Linked DNA regions of Sus scrofa: region 1 is linked to region 2. The links are chromatin contacts, called in public Hi-C maps. All regions are on one chromosome and are shown on one strand. Each heading gives the region's core, a stretch centred on a gene start, on an enhancer-like site or on the middle of the called end of the contact. The rest is flanking DNA. Distances are from core to core; before and after follow the strand shown. Region 1 holds the start of INSL6 (insulin-like peptide INSL6). Region 2 holds the start of PLGRKT (plasminogen receptor with a C-terminal lysine).

The links. Hi-C and Micro-C count contacts between places; a contact is called where the count stands out from the background.
Region 1: a contact with region 2 is called in a Hi-C map of fetal skeletal muscle, with 3 times the contacts expected there. The contact joins the promoter of INSL6 here to the promoter of PLGRKT in region 2. A contact is called at or near these places in 1 of 5 promoter capture datasets (liver), 26 of 47 Hi-C or Micro-C datasets (adipocytes, alveolar macrophages, blood and 15 more) and 2 of 2 datasets of contacts at active chromatin or transcription factors (alveolar macrophages and skeletal muscle).

Annotation. Positions count from the first base shown.
Region 1 is chr1:216,791,204-216,795,363 of Sscrofa11.1, reverse strand. INSL6 (insulin-like peptide INSL6) reads right to left here and starts at 2,579. Exons shown (of 2, transcript XM_001926013.5): 1 at 2,258-2,579. The coding sequence starts at 2,537. It also overlaps a transcript of CD274 not described here.
Region 2 is chr1:216,689,208-216,693,491 of Sscrofa11.1, reverse strand. PLGRKT (plasminogen receptor with a C-terminal lysine) reads right to left here and starts at 1,421. Exons shown (of 5, transcript NM_001190217.1): 1 at 1,341-1,421. It also overlaps a transcript of CD274 not described here.

The sequences.
Region 1 (4,160 bases), core at 1,330-3,829, 100 kb before region 2:
AATAACAAAAAACAAACCACCCAACTAAAAATGGGCAGAAGTTCTAAATAGACAGTTCTCCAAAGAAGACATACGATTGGTCAATAGGCACATGAAAACGCATTTGACATCATTATTAAAGAAGTGCAAATCAAAACTACAACGAGGTATCACCTCACACCGGTCAGAATGACTATCATCAAAAAGTATACAAATAACAAATGCTGGAGAGGGTGTGGAGAAAAGGAAACCTCCTACATCCTGGAGGGAATGTAATTTGGTGCAGCTACTTGGACAAGAATATGGAGGTTCCTCAAAAAACTAAAAATAGAGTTGCCATATGATCCAGCAATTCCACTCTTGGGTGTACACTCAGAGAAAACTGTAATTTGAAAAGATATATGCAACCTAATGTTCATAGCAGCACTATTTACAATACCCAAGATAGGGAAGCAACCTAAGTGTCCATTGACAGATGAATGGATAAAAAAAGAGGTGGTATAAATATAAAATAGAATATTACTCAGCCAAAATAAGGAATGAGACAATGCCATTTGCAGCAATGTGGATGCAACTAGAGATTATCATACTAAGTGAATTCAAACAGAGAAAGACAAATATCATATGATTATCATTTACATGTGGAATCTAAAAAAATGGTACAAATAAATTATTTACCAAACAAATAGATGCACAGACAGAAAACAAGTTTATGGTTACCAAAGGGGAAAGGGGGGTAGGGATAAATTAGGTGTATGGGATTAACAGATATATATACTATGTATAAAATAAAGAACAAGGACTTACTTATAGCACAGGGAATTATATTCAATATCTTGTAATAACCTATACTGGAAAAGAATCTGAAGAAGTATGTATATATTTGCTGTACACCTGAAGCTAACACATTATAAATCAACTATATTTCAATAAAAAAGTTTTCATTCCCTTAGCAGCAATAATCTTGTTTCATTCATTCATTCTAAAAGAGTAAGTGTTTATCAGGACATAGGCAATATTTTATAATAACTTTAAATGGAGTATAATCTATAAAAATTTTGAATCACTATCTTGTCTACTTGAGACTAATAAAATATTGTAAACCTACTATACCTCAAAAAAAAAAAAAAGAATATGTGCTTATAATGTGCTAGGCAATGTTTTAGTTTGTTTCAGTCTTAAAACATTAGGGTCTTTGTTTTGGCATGATAGTCTACTCCTTTCCTTAATTTCAGAAATCTCGACATTTGCGAAATTTTTTTCCAAATAAAATCAATTGAATTACTACAGAAGGCAATAACTTCTATGACATGACACTCTGGGCAGTTTATAAAGTGCATCTTCTTTTAAAATGGCAAATGTATTAAGAGTAAAATGCATTAGTCACAAAATGTAAAAATATAGTTGGAAGATAGGGATGGATTGGAAATAAAAATATTTTCCTAAAGACTGCTTAAAATCACTAAGAATAAATTCGATATATAGTAAGCACATACCCTGTGCTCAGCTCTCTGCTAGGCATTTCAGATAAAAACATGTATGAGCTATCTCTATAATGTGGTATGATAAACAGGGCTGGTCTTAAGGGATTGAGACCTTCTGCTAGCAGACAGTACTTAGAAAGACCTTGCATTTTGTTTAATGCTCTATTACCCCAGTATTGAAGTTTTCAGTAATTTTATCTTTCGACTTCTAAGTGAGGTGTTAAGTACACGAACTTTTAAGTAAAGTCTGATAGGACAAAGGACTATGTGTGAGCAGAGGCGATATGCAAAAGAAAGTCAAAAAGCTTAAATTTTAGTCATTTTAATGGCCTTTTCCTGCTTTTTGAATAATAGGCCTTGCATTTTCATCTTGCACTGGCCAATTATGCACTTGTGGGGCCAATTATGTAGCAGGTCCTCATGATAGTTAAATAGAAATACGTGTTAGATATTGTGGTAAAATGGAGTATTTATGAAAGTGTAAGTGATGACTTCACAGGGAAAATTATACATAAATTAAGCTTTGAAGGACAAAATGGAGTGTGCCAGGTGACAAGGGCATTCCAGAAAGAGAAAGCTAGGAAAAGCATTCTTATACAAATGTCTAGGCTCATATGTGTACACTTATTTCCTCTAAGTAAAAAAAAAAAAAAAAAAAAAAAGCGTTATCGAGATTTTGTATATATATTAGGCACAAACTGCATTTCCTGAGGAAGTTCAACGCCTATCTGAGGATATTAGGGAATAAGCAATGCACAAAGATGAAAACACATGCCCTTGGTTTAGATTTTTACCTTGTCTTGAACCTCTTCCCCAGACCGAGAAAGTGGTTTGGGAGCTTTCCAACCGGTCGGGGATGAACGTTTCAACCTGCTCGGCTTGGGAAAGCAGGTGTGTGAGGGGGTTTTCCTCTTCAAACTGGCTCCAGCTAACATTGCCACAGAGTCTTACTATTTCTTTCAGTAAATGCCTGCCGCACAACTTCCTGGCTCTGCTAATGTCGTTCAGCTCACGGGAGAACCGAACCAGAGGAAGCCCAAGCCACAGCACACACAAGCCGAGGAGCCGCGGCATCCCTGAATCCCCAAGCCAAGTCCCTCGCGCTCCCTAACTGCCTTGTGCCAAGACCGCGCGTGCGCGCCTGGAGACCTTCTGATCTTCGCGTGCGGACCTCGCGAGAACCCCAAGGCGAGGCGCTCGGTACCGCGTAGCCTGTGTTTCCTGCGCTTCCAGGGTCTCACAGAAGGTCACAGGTAGCAGGCTGTTAGCTCTTAAGATAATTGCTTCGTTTTTCTTGCCACACTAGGGAGATTAATGAAATATGGGGGCTCATTTAACTGATAAAGCGTCCCCTCTAGTGGAATGCTTTTCCCGGCCTCTCTTGCCTGGTTTTTAATGGAACGTAACTTCCTCAGAGAAAACTTTCATTTTCTTCGTAGTGTTTGTTATGGTAGGTTTGCTCACGTTTATTTGTACACTTGTCTGATAACTTCTTCCCCTAATCCCCAGGTTTCTTGAAGGCAGGGCCTTCATCTTTTCTTGCTTTCCAGTCTACCTCTGAGCCTGACACATAGTTGGCGTGTATGTTGAAATGTTAACATGCATTTTAAATTCAGATTCAAAGCTTCGCAAGGAAATTCCTACTAGTTCTGCAGGGAGAAATGGGCCTTAGTCTCAATCTCCAGAACAAAGAGAATACCTGGGATAGTAATTCTGGTTCTTTCAGCTATAGATTATAGAGGAATGTCCATTATAAGTAGTGTCAACTTTAATAATACCCATTTATTTTATTGGCAAAAGTAAATTTATTCAGGAATAGCCAGAGGGATGCAGTTCAGGATATGTGAACTCTGGCCATATGCACATCCAGAGAACAGGGAAGAGGAACTTGCTTTTATTGGAAAAGGGGGGGAGAGTTAGGGAGGGTGTAATAACCAGAGTCCAGTGAGGAAGCTGGAAGTCCAAAGTGTGGGATCTTTTCCTTGGTTGGGCTGCATAGTTTGTGTTTGGCTGGGATAGGTGGATCGGAGAGGTTTCTTCTTCGTGTTATATTATCAATAGAGACGCCTTCCTTTTGGAGATGTAGGTCTTTGTCTCTTCCTGTACGGAGCATTGCGCTGCAGGGCGTGAGAACAGCCCTCTTCAGGTTTATCCTGGCTACAATTTTAGTTGAGGTTGTGATGAGGCTATGTAGAGGATTTGCCTTCTAAAAATAAGAGCATTTTGCTAAATTAGCAGAGAAGGGGCGGAGAAAGGCCGCGCAATTGGCATAGGTTACTTTGTCGTTAGTAAATGAAATGTTGTTAGTGTTGTCTCTGAACGATGTCCTACTAACCACAAGGGGGCAGTCAGGGGCCATCTCAGGAGTAGTCAACCTCAGGTGCTAAAGCCTCAGAAGTGCCGGCAGCTGTGTCAATGATGTTCTCCCTCATCTTCACAATGCTTTTTTCTCCATCTCCTTTTTGCTTTCTGCCTCTTTGTCTCCATTTTCTGTTCCCCCAGCTTTGCCCTACTTCACAGTGATATCCATGAGTGCTGTTAAATTAACTGAGAATTGCTTTTGTTTTTAAGATTGATGTAATCTGATTAGCACAATTTCATACCTTCCTTGAAAAACTAATAGAACTATAGTGGCCATGCATCCTAGGCAGAACTTTATATGGGAAACTCTCTGAGAAAGGAACATATTCATTATAC
Region 2 (4,284 bases), core at 172-2,671:
CTCTACCCCAGAAATGTTGCAGAAACATAAGTGATATAAAAGAAGGTGTAGCTCAGACACTTGTCATTCCTAATTCTTTATTCTGTAGGTAGGAGTATATAATTGAATTTTTACACCTGCAACAAACATTTATAAAGAAAACAACTTTCCTCTAATCCCATTTCTACACACACACACCGTATGTCAGAGTTATATCCCTTAGAATGCCCCTATTTATAAGAGGGTAGACTCTCCCCAAAGTAGAGTGACAATCCTTATGTCAGTCACCTAGGGAAGAGAAACTATCTGGGAAGTTAGGACTTTGGCTTACATCTTTCTTGGCCTTGTTCTTTTGGGTCTGGATTGTAGTTTGGATGTATTAGAAGATGTTCCCAAGAGTTAAAGGTAGAAGGGGGAAGAGCTCCCCTGTAATTCCCAAAGAAGACCACACCTGAAAAATGAGTGTTTTCAAAACTGCCAACACTTTGTCATTGGAGAGAAATGCCTTACTAATTACAGCTTGGACACTACTGTGTCTCAGAAGGCTAAGAATGCTGATCTGGGTCTCTTCTGCCTTCATTTTTTCCTTTGATTACTCACGAGACCTTAAAAAGGTCTCTTTAATGCTCCAGCCCTGCCTCAGCTGTGCAATAGATAGGGGTATTTCTGAGGAGTGTTGGGGCTGCAAGTTCCAAGAAATCCTCCTTGGGTCACACCTAGGAATTCAGGATTTGATTTTACCTTAAAAAAATTAATAATTCCATGACCTATAAGTGTGTCATCCAGATTTGTGCACTGACTCATTTCCTGAACAAATGACGTATTAACAACCTGCATTTATAACTAGTTGCATGATTACGATCGTTTTCAATGTCTTTGGGTTTCATTCAAATTAGACCACTTCCCCTACAAATTCTAGCTTGCGCGTTCCATTCAAACTAGCGCATTTCCCCTATAGATTCCAGCCCAGAACTCCCACAGCTTCCGGAAGGTTTTCCCTACGTTAACTCCACCTGCGCACCCTGGACCCAATTACTGTAACTTGGGTAACTCCTGCAGTGATATGTAATGATATGTTGATTTCCGTAAACAACTCTCTGCCTACTTCCCCAGCATAATTACAACGTTATGGGAGAGCCCTCAGTCTATGCAAGGGAGAACGACTCCTTCAAACGAGGCTGGCAGTACTGGTCGGCACTAGCAGCTGAGGAAGCCAAGGTCGCTCTTGAGGGGAGGGCGCCCAGCGCGGCCCGTCAAGCTGGGGACCCCCACGGGCTCAGCTCTCGCACTCGCAACTGCGGGGACCCGCCCTCCCCAGCCACCTGAGGCCAGCCTGGCCCGCTCGGCCGGTGCACACTCACTGGGCAGTGGGCAGTAGAGGCGCCGGGTCTCTCCGGTCTCAACGGAGGCTTCCAGGCCTGGCTTCTCCTAGACCGCCGCAGGGAACTGGGCCTCACTCCCACAGTGCCTCAGGATTGGCTGGCCATGACAGACAATTCCGAGCCTCAGCCAATCAGCGCAGCTCTCCTTAAAGGGCCCGCAAGCTTGACCTTGAAGGTCTGGTATGTTCTTTTCCGCCAGGCGCCTGGGAGCGGCGGGTCAAAGAGGAAAATTCAAAACCACAGGGACTCAGCAATCAAATTTAAAGGAGGCAGAGAGAGAGCAGCATGGAAATCGCACTTAAATGACTCAGTGAGGTTTGTCACTTACCCACGAGGAGCTTGAGCAAGTCATGTTCCCTCTCAAAGTAAAACTCTCTCTGGAGAGCTTAATGAGCCATGTCATAGTTATTCTCCAGTAATTAAGTCAACTACCACTTGTAAGGTCTGTTTCGAGAATGTGTCTCATGAGGTTGTCATTGAAATATATATAATCCACAGTTATAAAAATTTGTAAGGGCTTTTCTGCTTTACAGAATGTTTAATGTCGAGGGTAGATCCCCCCCCCCTTTGAATATCAGCACAGACATAGTTTATTTAATTTGTTGGAGCCTCAGTCTCTTCCATCTGTTAAATTGCCACCCATTAAAGTGGCAAAAATGTTAAGGCAGGAAACGAAAAAAGAATAGACCTGGTCAGAGTTACCAATCCAGTTTCTTTGACCGAGCACATCTTTCTCCCCTGCTACCCTGAGAGGTAATCATTTCTTCTCACCCTCACCAGTAATTTTTGTCTTGAGTAAGTCAGGTCCTTCTCTGAGTTTCCTTGAGGAAAAACTTGAGGAACTGTTGGCATACTTTTCTTTGCTACTACACGGCTTGGAAGAATATCAAGGACTTTACCAGGCTTTGGCCTTGAGAAAGGTCCCTGCCCTTAGCCTTGTCTGACCCTCACATCAGTGAAGAAAGCATTTAATCTCCCCCAGGCTCTGCATGTGAGTGAACACCACCCCACCATCTTGCCAGAGTGACCTGGGCACACAGAAGCGAAGCCATTTGGAACTTGGACTCATTAAGAGAGGAAAGCAACTGATATGATATCATTTGAGTGCAGGACGTCTTGGACTCATTAAGAGAGGATAGCAACTGATGTGATAGCGTTTGCACGACATCTAGCATAAGCAAACCTTTATTTGATATCCATCACTGTCACTCTTCATCCTCTCCAAAATTTAACTTTTATCATCTCTACAATAGGACTGAAGCCATTTAATTTATTGGACTGTGAAGACTAAATGAGATAAATATTTAGGCACTTAGCACAGTGTCTGGAACACAGTTAGCATTAAGTAAATAGCAGTAACCAGCAACAGTGGCAACCTGTTACTAACTCTAGGTCTAAAGGGACAAGGAGAAGGGAGCAATTATTAAAACTAGGCAAGAGCAATAGCTGTGACTGTATGAAAGGACTACCCAACAGGAGCTATGTTGTTCACTAGAGGAAAGAAGTCACTGCTAATCCTTGGCCAAGTGGGGTAAGATCCTGTAGTTGTAGATACTGCTAGCATCTCAGCTCCAAGTGGGGATAGAGTAGAGAAGAAAGACACATCTCTCTGTCCTTCCATGCTCTGGTATCCTGCTGAGATATTCCATTGACCAGATCCACCAGAAAGGCAGAAAACAAGGGAGCCTCTATGTAGTCCATAGAGGTTAGCTTCCTAGGCACAAAAACCAAAGTGATAAATGGAAAATACCCAACAAACAATTTCTACAACCTTGGGTTTATTATATTTTGAAGTCCTAATTCAAAAAGAGGAAATGCTTCCACTGGAGGACCCAGCCATGGTTCTATAGAATTGGAAGCTGAAACTGCCCCCTTGATCATTTTGGTTCCACATAGTGATGGAACTGGGATAACAGATCCCAATAACCAAGGGGAGATTGGGTTGCAGCTACAGAATGAGGACAAAGAGAAATGTGCATGACACCCAAAGATTCACACAGCCCATCTTAATACTCCTCTGTGCAATAATAATGATAATTAGATAACTGCAGTAAACTGATAAAGTCAGGAGCACTTAAATTTGAGATCATGCAGAAATTAAAGCATTGCATCACCACACCAGGTAAAAAATCCTGACCTACTAAGATACTGCACAGGGTAAGGGAAACAAAAGAGAATGAAGTAGGAATCTTTGATTATCAGTTTTAGCCTAGTAACAAGCTATAGAGGCAAGGACTATTGTAGCTCTTTATGTTGATTGATTATTGTTTAATTCTCTGTCCTTCCTTTCCCTGTTACCTTGTTTTTTAATTCTCTGTCCTTCCTTTCCCTGTTACCTTGTATGAAGACAAATATTACAATTTAGTTTCTGGATCAGAGTACTGACATCACCTCATAGCAATAAAGTAGTTGGTGGGATTCTGGGAGTCTCAGAATCTTTAGGGGATGAGATTCTCTCCATCTGAGCAAAGAGCAAGGGTAAATCCTGGGTAGCAAAACAGGTAGACAATCTGGGTCTTCTTTTGGTCTCCCCTCATAGCAGTTCTCCTTTAACTGTCCTATGCTATACTCCAGAAGCTGACCTCTTTGAAAGACACTACCTGGGCTCTTCTTAGCTGGTTTCCACTTGGGTTTGGGCTGTGGAGGCATCCACAGGGGACTGGAGGCAGGAGGAAAGAGAGGTAGGGTGTTTTATCCATTATTTCTCTGAGGCTGAGGATCTGGTCGTGGCTGTGTTCCTCCACAACTGCAGCTCTTGACCAGTGGCTCTTCCTCTGTGGCTCCAGATCACAAAGCTCTGGAAATGCTCTCCTCCATTGCTCTTCAGCTTAGAGATGACATGGGCTTCCTGCTGTTGCTGTAGCCTGATGGTTCTTAACTGCAACTTGGTGGCTGGAATGCTGCAACTGGATGGTTCTCTTAA